Linked DNA regions of Zea mays: region 2 is linked to region 1. Evidence: chromatin contacts called from public Hi-C data. All regions are on one chromosome and are shown on one strand. Each heading gives the region's core, a stretch centred on a gene start, on an enhancer-like site or on the middle of the called end of the contact. The rest is flanking DNA. Distances are from core to core; before and after follow the strand shown. Region 1 holds the start of LOC100276232 (Heavy metal transport/detoxification superfamily protein). Region 2 holds the start of LOC100274514.

The links. A called contact is a pair of places that touch in the nucleus more often than the background predicts.
Region 2: a Hi-C map of leaf shows a contact between it and region 1, with 3 times the contacts expected there. The contact joins the promoter of LOC100274514 here to the promoter of LOC100276232 in region 1. A contact is called at or near these places in 2 of 25 Hi-C or Micro-C datasets (leaf and tassel).

The regions. Positions count from the first base shown.
Region 1 is chr3:159,092,764-159,099,114 of Zm-B73-REFERENCE-NAM-5.0, forward strand. It overlaps LOC100276232 (Heavy metal transport/detoxification superfamily protein), which reads left to right and starts at 3,463. Exons shown (of 3, transcript NM_001150070.2): 1 at 3,463-3,679; 2 at 5,891-5,972; 3 at 6,228-6,351. The coding sequence starts at 3,515. LOC103650816 (DNAJ heat shock N-terminal domain-containing protein) reads left to right here. Exons shown (of 2, transcript XM_008676399.3): 2 at 1-483. The coding sequence ends at 220.
Region 2 is chr3:159,312,270-159,318,620 of Zm-B73-REFERENCE-NAM-5.0, forward strand. LOC100274514 reads left to right here and starts at 2,419. Exons shown (of 4, transcript NM_001148871.2): 1 at 2,419-2,691; 2 at 3,707-4,095; 3 at 4,268-4,509; 4 at 4,609-5,524. The coding sequence starts at 2,577. The coding sequence ends at 5,122.

The DNA of each region.
Region 1 (6,351 bases), core at 2,213-4,712:
AAATGTTTGCAGCTTGGCTCGGGTAAAAGGTTGCTTTACCTTTTTTCATAGGGTAGCAGTGGAGGATTTCTGTTTGACAAGGTGGATTCCAAGGTCTGAAATGCTCAGCTTTTCCCACCGTGTTCCTGCTTTTGACATTGTTGACATCAAAGATCATGATATACCACAAGGGTCATGGTATCTGGAACCAAGTGCCCTTCCTACAAGGATCATACATTAACACATGTATAGTAGCAGAAGTAGCCATAGCCCTATTGTAATGAACTAATGACTCCACCCTTCTCTATCCCTCCATTTTGAATTGTTCTACTTATCTCCATTAATCATCTTGTACTTACTGACTCATTTGTGAAGAGAACTGTTTGATCAACTCTTCAAAATTCCCATGTATGACCAATTGCAGATCAGGTCTGACAAGTGTTAAAATTTGGAAATGAACTCTTTTACCATGAAATACAAAACGAGAAAGTAACGTAACTTAAAGTAAGGTTTACTGCATCTGTATTTGAGATTTGACCGCTGCCATCGACTGCCAATTGGTGCTGCTACAGGCTCCCTGGTTAGTATTATATGTTGTTCAGCCCTTAATGTTCTTTTAGTTGCTTCACAATGAGCATGTGTGATATCAGTGTACCGGAAGTATCGGAAGTATGAGCTCTGACACCGTAGAGTATGCAATCACCAACTTCATTCCTGATTAATATTTAGGTGTTGTTTGGTTCACGAAATGTAACGTAAATCACAACAGTAATGATTTACACTCGAGTACCACCGGCAATAAGTTTGAATAGGCCGGTAGCAATTTTTAGTGTGGTATCTGATTACGGATTTAAACAAACATGGTTTAACGTTATCAGTTACCCATTATATTACAAATATGTGAACCAAACGATAACTTAATGTAATCGAATGTTAATGTAAATGATCTCTTTATTGGATCTGCCGACACTACAGTACCGTTGAAAAATGAAACACACAATCGTCAACCAATGATGCGTTTTGGTGTTCCTTGTGGCAGGTTGTCCAAATTATCGTTTTTGCTTGTCACTGCTCTGGAGAGGTGATTTGTCTTGATATCAGAATATGATGTTTGCAGACAGAGAAAAAAAAAGGACGATTATTCTGTAGTCTAGTGATCTAGTCACCCTCTTAAGCTGTTTAAAGGCCCATGAAACAAGAGGATGATGTCTTCTGTAGTCACCCTCTTGAACTGTTTGGAAGTCCGATCCGTATCAGCACAGTACCAATCAAGTAGACTTTCTGGATACACTGGATACTCCTTTTTTTTGTTATTTGGATATCTTGTAATGCTTGTTAGGTACTTGATTTCTGTGCTTACCTTAAGCTTGCCCTATAAACTCATGCATATGTCAGCATTGTGAAGTTTGAAGTTCCAATACAAAAAAATACTGAATTTCGTTCAATTATTGCGTGCTGGATATCTTTTTCCCTGGCTCCAGCCTTGTGATGTAGGCAGCTTAGAATAGAATTAGACGATACCTTTGGTATTAATGTACCTTTTTTTCAGTCTGACTTTTTGGTCTGCACTTGTACATCCTATTGTCAAGCGTAGTACGCAACTAGAACTAGTTTCCTGTAACTTTAAATGCGTACTGGTTTAACTTACTGTTTTCCCCATTTTTTCAGACGACCTCACCGGCTGATTGCTTGTTGAGCGAGCATAGTCTGTGTATTTTTCTTGTGCTCAAGTGCAACTGTTTTTAAGTGTTTTTCGCATTCAAATACGATACTTTTTTTCTGCCTCCCAAGTGGATCTAAGAAACTTAAGAACGATTCTTTGTTTGAGCAAGAGACTTGAAACATTCTGTGGTATCCACAAGCAACAATGAGCTTATTTCCAACACCAGATGTCAACGTCACACCTAAATTATGCTGAGAATCGCATATCATCACTTTGTAAACTACACGTTGCTAGTGATGCTCGAAGTGGATGTTATTGACCTTGCTGATGTTGGAACATGAAAAATGCAATCTTGGCGAGTAGCGTGCGTATAAAGAGTAGTTGGTGGGCAGAGTCATGTCATGTCCCCTTTTTTTTACATGGAATTTGCAGCATATTCTGAATTTTCCTTTTGGTACTCTATGCCTTCAGCTATTTATGGTGATTTGCTGTGTATGTTTTTAACAATCTAGATGCTAACAATTTTCAAAGTTTTTAGGTAGCGTACTGTCGGTGTGCCCTTAAAAATGGGCGCAAGTACAAAAGACAACGATAGCTGCTTATCCAATCAGGGTGTATCTCTGTCTAGTGTATAGCGTCAGTCAGGGTTCAGTCTTTTGACATCCTTGTTTTTTGGAGATTCTAGGCCATTTGGTTTTCAGTTTCCTTCCATGTTTCCAGAATAAAATTTTCCGCTGGATTGCATTGAGCCATTAAGATGGATTTTCAGTGGTTTCTGTATATGTCTAAATCCCCCCCTTTGTCATATCTTCTCTCCATCGTACTTTCAGTATTGGTTAACACTGAATGCATGCCAGCTATGATCTTGGGATTTTGCTTTTTTTAATTCTGGTCTTCTCGGGTTTGGGAGATTGATGGTTCTTCTTTGCCTACCGTTTAAAGAACAGTATCACGGTGTCTCTTATCCTGGCCTTTTTGTTGTAAGTTTGAAGGATGGAGCATTATAGTGTATATGGCCAACCATTCCATGCTAACAGAGAATAGTTAAAGACACTAGATAAAATATGTAGCAAAAACTACATACTATATAGGTGTGCCTAAAGAGCAATTCGTTATTCTCAGTATCAACTCTACCTAGTACATTTTAAAATCATCACGCTATAAGGTGCCAAGAACTGGAACCTTCTCTTTTTTTTCCCCCCGTGTGTGAAATATGCATAGCTGCAGGAGGATTTCCTTGCAGAAACTTCAAAAGTTCCGAAAATGTGGATTCTGGAGAGGTCCTGACTGTGTGTTTTGTTGTTCCAATGTCACATTCCACCGTCCATGACGACCATTTTAGACTTCGGAAACCTTTCTCTCTCTCTCTCTCTTTTACTTTTCGCACTGCAAGTAACCTCCCCTGATGTGGTGATTTCTTAATCTGTTACTGTAACAGTGAAAACAAAGAAGGGGGAGGAATCCAATACATGGTGGGCCCCTCCTTCATTTGTAAAATGGCACTAGCCTCCAAGACAAGTGACATCATACATACATGTAAATCCTAGTCATCCAATGAAACTATGGAAGTGAATGACCATGCCACACTGTGCCTGGGCTGGGTGGGTCTTTGGAAAGGAGATCCCTCAGCAAATAAGCCTGATTGCTGGAGTTCACCTTCCTACACCTAACCTCATTCACAAGTGCCTAAAATATATCAGACCTCTCAAAGCGTGGTCTCAACAAGTAACTGTTGTGACATGGGATCCTCTCTCTCTCTCTCTCTCCATGTCTAGAATAGCTAGTATAAAAAGGAGAAGCCTTGGGTGCTGTCGCCGGACAGGAAAGGGAGGGGGAGCTCAAGCATCAAGAAGAGCCCACGCGCACGCCGCCATGGACATGGAGCTGGAGCACGGAGGGAATGAAGACGACAGGGGGAGTGAGTCCTCCTCCTCCTCCTCCAAGCGGAGCTTCGGCGCCTCGTCGGACGCAACCGTCAGCAGCACGCCAAGCAAGCTACAGGCTCTGAGGTTTGCGGAAGATCTCTCCCTCCCATCGGTACGCGCTCTCCCTTTCTTCCTCATCATTGCCAGCAAGCTGATCAGCGCCAAGAAATGAGAACTCCGCAATGGCTTGCATGTCGTTGGGTTCTTGAAACCCAGCTGCGACTATCAATCACTCTGCTAGCGACTCTGTCTTTCTGCCGGAGCAGGACTCTGTGCTCTCTCCTTCCTGCCTCGTTGAGGATATGATGCTAGCCTTTGCTGTTCAGGCTTCAGTGGTAGTGTCGTAGCACAGTAAAGTCACTCCATCCTTCACCGCATTTCGACAGACAGTCTCCATCTCCACACGTTCAGTGTCCGTTGTTCCACTGCACACATCGAGGGAGAAGAGGAAGAGAGAGATGCTGGAGCCTGGCTGCTGGTTTGATCTCCTTGGATTCTCAAAAGGGACCCGGTCGCTTTTTGCCCTCCCAGTCCGGCTTTTAGCGTAAAGGTGAGAAGTCCAGCCCCTGTTACTGTTAGTGGCTTAGTGCCAATCCGCCAAACAACTCCAGTGCAGGGAGCAAGTTTGCTTCCCTGTCTGTCTGTCTGTCTCTCTTTCTTTCTACTGTAGTATCTTTTAACTTGCTCTGATGATCCTGGAGATGAGAATCTGTGAGCTACACATTATTGTTCTTGTCCACATGCAAATCAATGGCAGTAACTTGTTGGCAAGACCAAGAGACTGAATCTGCTGGTAGCAGACACCGGGCACGCATGCAGCGCCTGTAGCCTGTTTCTTGCGCCGCTCTATGCAATGCAATGCAATGCTATGCTATTGCAGCCACTTGTTTGTTGCGCCGTTCTCGGCCACAGCTGATGAGCTGTTATTAGCTGTTGGCTGTTGCCGGGAGAGAGCTCGAGCTGCTTGTCTGGCGGCCAGGAGCCCATAACGAAGGTGAAAGTGAAACCGTCTGTCTTTGACCGGTGAGCATGCCAGGCAGTAGACGAATAGGCTAAGGCACGAGCAGGTTCACTGTACAGGCAGCCGCCATGCCTGATGAATGCTCCTCGTTTATAACCCCCTCACCAACTACGCTTGCACACGCTTCCTTTGACCTGATAATAATAAATTAATTAAGCGCACACGCTTCTCCTTCTCATCCCAACATCATATGATATACTGGCGGGCGTTCCTGCCTGCATGTGCAGTGTGTGTTTTTGACCATTATATTTGACTCAGTCATTTACAGTATTTCACCATCATCAGTTAGCTAGCTGCTATGACCGAACATTATATTTCTTAATCTCTAGAATTCCTCCTGCACGAGTTTAATCTGTATGGGAATGGGACTAGATCTCCGGAGGAGTCTTTGCATTGGCCTGTTGCCTGATCAGAGAAGATCGCAACGGTAAGATGCCATGCGATGCGACTAGTATTCATCTACTATATATAATATAATGCAAGTGGCTTGCGTAGCTGATAGATTAGCACGCACGGCATATGCTGCTATATACTACTACCTCCGTTATCGTTCTTGTTCCTTGTTCGTTAGTTTATTTTTAAACTAAAACGTGACAAATAAAAAAGAACGAATGGAGTATATATAATACCGCTAGCTGCCTAGCTGGTGGCTGCCTGTGGCTGTGTAGGATTAGATTATTAGAACAATCTGCATTAGGGTTCAAGAGTGGCAGCAGCTAGCCATGTGACTTTTGGAGAGGAACATATGCATCTCTTCCCTCCTAGCTTCCCTGTGCTACGTACGAATATATTCCCCTCAACTATATACAATGAACTCTAGCCGTACGTACGTCCTGATCGATCAGTGGAAGGTGGGATTAATATACTCTTTACTTTTTACTCTATTTATCTGTCTATAAAGATTAAACTCTATATATAACATTTCATTCGAACAGACTCTTAAACATGTAAGTTAGTTTAACTGGCGAGAGTTGCTAGCCAAATTTAGCTAGTGAGAGGGTCAATTTAAAGAGCCGGATAGCTTGGCAAGTTAAACGGATAGTCTGTTGAAGAGCTATTTTGCTATTAAATAGCTAAAATTTAACTTGACAAGCCATTTATCCAGTCTCTTGGAGATGCTCTTAATTAACTAGCTTTTTATTAATTACGTATAGGCTAGTTTTGTTTTGTTTTGTTTTTTTAGAAAACGGAACGTGTGTTTTATTTCGAGAGAAGCAACATTTTCTTTTATTCATTACGCGCGTAGAGGCAATGCGGATGCGAATGAATGAATGATGCGTCGCTGGAACCATGCATGCGCAGGTGCAGGTGGTGGTGATGAGCGCCAACATGGGTTGCTCGCACTGCCGGCAGCGGGTCGCCGACGTCGTCTCCAAGATGAACGGTGAGCGCCTACATGCAGAGTTTTTCCATCACCAGGACAAATCATTCCATGTATGCATGCATGTCCGTAATGATGCGTGTACATTTACCAACAGCTACTAGCAGTGTGCTAACCAATGCATCGCTGTCCTTCCTTCTTCATCCTTCTTGCGCATCTATCCATGCCTGCCTGCCTGCCTGCCTGCTCTGCTCTGCTCATCAGCTAGTCAGCTCATGTCTGTGCTCGGCTGCTCGTGTCCGTCCATTCCATCAGCAGGGCTGCTGGACTACATGGTGGACTTCGGGAAGAAGGAGGTGACGGTGCGCGGGAAGGTGGCGCACACCAAGAACAAGAGGAAGCACAGGAAGGCACTGCTGGGTGCTCCAGCAGGTTGGGACGA
Region 2 (6,351 bases), core at 1,169-3,668, 220 kb after region 1:
TCTTAGCGACACACCGTTTCTCCAAAATGGTTCTGTCGGAGAGGGAATTCTCCGGCCGGGTGGCGGAGTGCACCCACCCTTAATCCTAAGATGAGGAAGGGGCTTAAGCATTTTGCCTGTCCTGCTAGGCGATCACCGAGCACATGAACACGCGAGAGTTTAGAGTGGTTCGGGCCGCCGGAGCGTAATACCCTACTCCACTGAGTGTTGGATTGCCGTGGAAGCTTGAGAGTTGAGAGTCTGAGTTGGGTCTGTCGTGTGCCCTCCCCTTTATAGATCAAGGGGGAGCACGTACAAGGGTCCTGAGCCCTGACATGTGGGCCCAGGGGCAAAACGGAGGGAACACATATAGAAGTATCCAATGCCAGTGCTGCACAGAAGATCTAGGAGCGCCATAATATCTGTAGTGTATACAATATTGATATCATGCGCTGCTTCCTCGGAAACGCGCGAGCCATGATGAGTGCAGCGCATGTCGCAGCACGGGCGCACTACCTCCCAACGAAATGGACAGGCACACCGCCTGCAAGATGGTTTGGTCGCCGTCCGTCAGAGGAGTAGACAGGGCACATTTAATACTGAGGCAGCACAACGCTTGCCAGCGGAGTGGTAGGGCCCATTAAATGCCGAGGGGGCACATCACCCGCCAGTGGAATAGACAGGCGGCGCGTCCTATCCAAAATAAATGCAGTGTCGCGCGGCCCAAAGGCCTTACGTCAGACTCCGCCCGCTGGCTTACGTCACAGGCAGTGAGCCACGTGGCAGCATCGGGTCTCCGCCTGGGCGGGGAGCAGAAGTGTACAGGGTATGGTCCGGACACGTGATGGCTCCGGACCCCCGCCTGGCCTTAAGCAAGGCCTTGGTATTCTTTGTCCCAGAATCCCGAGACCCCGCTGAGAGTGGCCTGGCCCCCACACCGAGAGGTCCGGGACCCGTCCCGGGGGCACGGCGTCACCCCTGCGGAGGTCCTGGACTCTGCCCGGAGGTCCGGTCCGTATATGCAGGGGTCCGATACTTTTCCATGGGGTCCGGACCCATCATTAATACCTTGGAGTGTATCACCTTCTCTGGCCACGTGGCGGCCCTGGAGCTGTCCACGTGGCGGGGTTGGGTGCTGTTTATCGCGCGTTTAGAGATAGGCGCGCGGGCACCGCACCTTCATACTATAGTAAGGGGTACCCCTGTTCCAGGGTACCGATAGGTTCGACTTGAAAAGTTTCCTAGCACTTAGATGAACATAGTTAGCAACTAAAAACAGTTTACTTAGTGCTAGAATCATATCTTATTCTTTTAATGTGATAGGATTTGCAATATGGTTTGATTTAGACGTAAGAGGTATGAAGGTTATGCAGGACGATCCCCATTCTTCTCAATGTTGCAACGACTGTTGTAACGATGAGGGCTAAGTACAGGACCTCGTCGTCGAGCCCTTTCCAGTAGTTTTATTCATCGTGTCCCATGGGCTTTGGGTTTTTAACTCGACACGCCTTTTCTTTAGTAGAGGCTACAATACATAGTTAGAATACATAATTCTAACTATAAATCCTATAAGTAGGTTTCCATTCATGGTGTCTAAAAAATATGCACCACCAACACCTTCATGTAACGCCATGCAATCTTTATTTGCTTTTGGTTGTCTTCCTTATGCTGAAGTTGAGTCCCGTGTCCAGAAGAGTAGCAAGTGCATAGCTCGGAATACCACCTTTAACTGAAGTGTAGTCCATATTTTATGGAAATCTGGGTTCTTAGATAATCTATCTATCATGAGAATCTAGATATCATTGGGCTTACGTGCGGAGGAAGATGAAAGGGTCTGCACGGTTTTGGATTTAGAAAGCGACAAACGTCTCATCACAAAGGCAGGAAGATGAAGGGGTCTCCACGGTTTTGGATTTAGAAAGCGACAAACGTCTCATCGTAAAGGCTCGACGAATTCTCATTCACGTTGATTTAAATGATTTAAAAAAAATGATTCTCACATAAATGAGCTAAAAGCAAAACGTTTGGGTGCCACAAACCGATTCTGACGGACAGAATCCGGCCAAGACCAAAGCAAATAAGACCATAATCCACTTATAAGCAGAAACAAACATAGCTAGCTACAAAATCACTTTATAAACAGCTACAGGGGAAAAAAAGACACCCTCAAAATTCCAAAAACTCCATGGATTATTTTGGGCCATTTGAGAGCAGTGAGTACTGACAAGCAGTAGTGACATGTCAAAATGGCGCCTTGTACTACTACCGGTCGTGGAGGGCAACCTGGCAGCTGTCCTCTCCCCTCCACCGACAGCTCGTCGCTGACGGCGACGGCCCGCAAGCCACCGCCATCATCGCCACTCGCCCACTCCACCGCTCGCTCCCACACCTGTGCCAGTGCCATCCCTTTTTGACTCCTCGGCCTCCCTCAAATCAGTCGTCACCACCTCACTGTCCGGCTGTCCCTGTCCCTGTCCCTGCGCATCAATCAATCCCACGGTCTTCCTGCCGCTTCCTCGGCTGCCCCCATCCTCCGAATCCTGCCTCGCCTCGATCTCCCCGTTCCTCGTGTTCCGACGGAGGGTGGCGGGCGACTAATGGGGACGGGGGCGGGGAGCGCGCGGGCTCTGGCCGTGGCGTTCGCCGTCTCGCTTCTCGCCTGCTCTGGCGCCGTCGCTGTCGCCAGGGCGCAGGACACCGAGCGGATCGAAGGTATGCCCGCCGGCTGGACCTCGCCTGGCCTGGTTCGCTCTCCTACCCCTTTCCCCTTCCTTGCGCCACGCTCAGACTACGCATTGCCTCGCTCCCCCTCCTGCCTCTCGACGCGCGCCGGTGGTTGCAAGTGGATCTGCCGCCGCCGCCACGATTGGAATTGGAAGTGTGGAACCCTATGAAGCAGCAGCTTTGGCCACACGAGCGGGCGGGCGCAGATCTGCCGTTGGATCAGCTCCTGGCTCAGGCGGTCCACCGCTTTCCTTCGCCTAGTCAATGATTCCAAGGAGTTAGCGGCCGCACTCAGCTGTCACTTCTGCTCACTTTGCGGGATGAAATACACATCCCATTCCCCGGCTAGGCAGTTGACACGGTTGCACACATGTGCCTCAGGATCCCGAGGTCAACTTAGTAACACATGTTATTCCTCCGCACCCTCAGATTGTGTGCATCTGAGCATAAGCAAGGCATAATCCTGCCTTGCTTATGCTCGGCAGCAGAGCTTCACTGCACAGGTGTATTTCGATTCTTTTCCAACTTCCAAGTAGATATGGCCAAACCCGAGGCCATGGAAACTAGCCAACTTTTCTGCGAAATATAAGCAAGGGCACCTCAGGCAGTAGACACTAGCAGTACAGATTAGCAGACTTACCTGAATGTTTTAATGGTTACTCCCTCCGGTCAGCAAAACCTGACGTTTCAGACAGTGGAACTGATATATGCATTATCCATGCTTTTGAGTTGGAGTTCACTAACTGAAATTCTAACCTTCTTGACTTTATAAAGCCACCGACGACCATCAAAATTCTTGCTTCATATCATGTACAGCTAGATCCTACTACTAAAACTATTCTTAAGGCTCATAAAAATTCATAGTAAACTGTATACGGTGGCTACTGGTTCGTATGGCTTCAGCTACGCGTCGCAGCGGAACTGCAATGGCTTTGAAATTAGGATCGTGGTATTACAGTTCAGAATTTCTCACATTTTCTTTGTGATCGTAACTAAATTCCAGGAAGTGCTGGTGATGTGCTCGAAGACGATCCCGTTGGGAGGCTCAAGGTGTATGTCTACGAGTTGCCGACCAAGTACAACAAGAAGATGGTGGCTAAAGACTCTAGGTGTCTCAGCCACATGTTTGCCGCGGAGATCTTCATGCACCGCTTCCTACTGTCTAGCGCGATCCGGACTTTAAATCCAGAAGTAGCCGATTGGTTCTATACTCCGGTATACACCACGTGTGATCTCACACCGTGGGGTCATCCCTTGCCCTTCAAGTCACCACGGATAATGCGGAGCGCGATTCAGTTCATTTCCAACCGGTGGCCATACTGGAACAGGACAGAGGGAGCAGACCACTTCTTTGTCGTGCCACATGACTTTGGCGCATGCTTCCACTACCAGGTGAGTTGTAGAGCCATAACAAACCATGAACCATCAGATGTACTGCCAGTGCAGTGTGGAATGAACCTAGCCTGGAAACTCATATAACGGAGTTTGAAATCTTTCTATCATTCTATTCATGTTTGCTCATAGGACCATTCGTCTAATGTCGCTCAGCACACCCATTGTTCAGGAAGAGAAGGCCATCGAGCGGGGCGTCCTTCCGTTGCTTCGCCGTGCTACACTGGTCCAGACTTTTGGGCAGAAGGATCATGTCTGCCTGAAGGAAGGCTCCATCACCATCCCGCCATATGCTCCTCCTCAGAAGATGAAAACCCACCTCGTTCCCCCAGGGACCCCTAGGTCGATCTTCGTGTATTTCCGCGGTTTATTCTATGACACTGCAAATGATCCTGAGGGTGGTTACTATGCAAGGTACGTCGCTACCTTCATTGCACGTCCTAATAACAAGCCTTGATGAGCCATTGAATCAAAGAGTCCTGATGTGCTACCTACCGTATACTTACAATGCAGGGGCGCCCGTGCATCAGTCTGGGAGAACTTCAAGAACAACCCGCTCTTCGACATCTCAACGGACCACCCACCCACGTACTACGAGGACATGCAGCGTGCCGTCTTCTGCCTGTGCCCGCTGGGCTGGGCCCCGTGGAGCCCCCGTCTGGTGGAGGCGGTGGTGTTCGGCTGCATCCCGGTGATCATCGCCGACGACATCGTCCTTCCCTTCGCGGACGCGATCCCGTGGGAGGAGATCGGTGTCTTCGTGGCCGAGGACGACGTCCCGAGGCTGGACACCATCCTGACGTCCATACCGATGGAGGTGATCCTCCGGAAGCAGAGGCTGCTCGCGAATCCGTCCATGAAGCAGGCCATGCTGTTCCCGCAGCCCGCCCAGGCTGGGGACGCCTTCCACCAGATCCTGAACGGGCTGGCGCGGAAGCTGCCGCACGGTGAGGACGTGTTCCTCAAGCCCGGGCAGAAGGTGCTCAACTGGACCGAGGGCCCCCGCGGCGACCTGAAGCCATGGTAGGTGTACTGGAAAAAAATGCCATGGCACCGTCAGCGTGTCCGCTGTTCTTGTGTACGCTACACAGCACAACCAGATGGGAAGCTGATCGACGACGAGGACGATGAGTACTCCCATGTCACTGATGTAAATGTAAAGCGTCTTCCAGCCCACCAGGCACTGTGCTTCTTCAGGCGACGTGTCTGGTTTGCTTGTGTTGTGTCTGTTCTGAACTTTACTTTAGCGTTAACCTATTAACGATCGGAGATCATGTAATTTATGGCTGTTGTATTCTCCCTATAGTATCAAGGACATGTTTGATTAGTTTAGTCTAGGGACTAAAATTTAGTTAGGAGACTAAAGTTTACTCCCTACTCTATTTAGTTGTAGGGACTAAAAATATTCAGAGCATATTAAATGAATCATAAGAAGAATAAAATATCCCTTAGCATTCTCGTGTAATTAGTGTAACTGAAATAAATAACGGACAAAAAAAAATTAATATTGTTTAGTCTCTTTTAGTCGTCTCTTGAGGGACTAGAGACGATTTTTTAGTTCTATGTCAGTCCTTACAAAATTGGGTCTGAATGGACACAACTGCTAATCCTTTCTTGTAAACAGTTTTTATGTACTAAGCAGACAATTTCCCAACCAAAACATCCATACGCAAGATGTGCTCTTTGGCTTCTTGGTTCTTGCTAAAGAGCCAGTGGCATGACACGTGAAAATGTCCTCGAAGAGACTAGGAAGCTCTTGTTGCAGGCTACACCAGTACTTATGAGGCCTTCATGAATCAGGATGTTATTTCTGAATCAATGCAAAAAGGCAGTAATAACACAGGATAACAGTAAGAAGAAACAATACAGAAGCGTGATGAGAGGACAACAGATTACAGGAAGAACACAGCTTACACTTTTATCCAGGGATACTTATATGCATCCAAATGCAATGCACAGGTTCAACATCATAGTTATGGTAGAAAAGACAAAAAAGAATAGGTAACCAGGTGGCGACATGTCCATCCATATGCTCAGCAATTCTCAACTTGGGCTTGAAACCTATATCAAGCCCTCTTATCTTCCTTTCCTAGGTCAAGGTATCTAATTGCACTTGCCTTTTCGACAAATCGACTAATCAACCAGGTGCAGCTTCAGCCACAGCCCACAGGAAAGTGAACAGCACTATGAAAATCTGTCTGTTAATTACACGAAGAGAAGACAAACTGAAGAGAATAATTTATGGCAAAACACAAC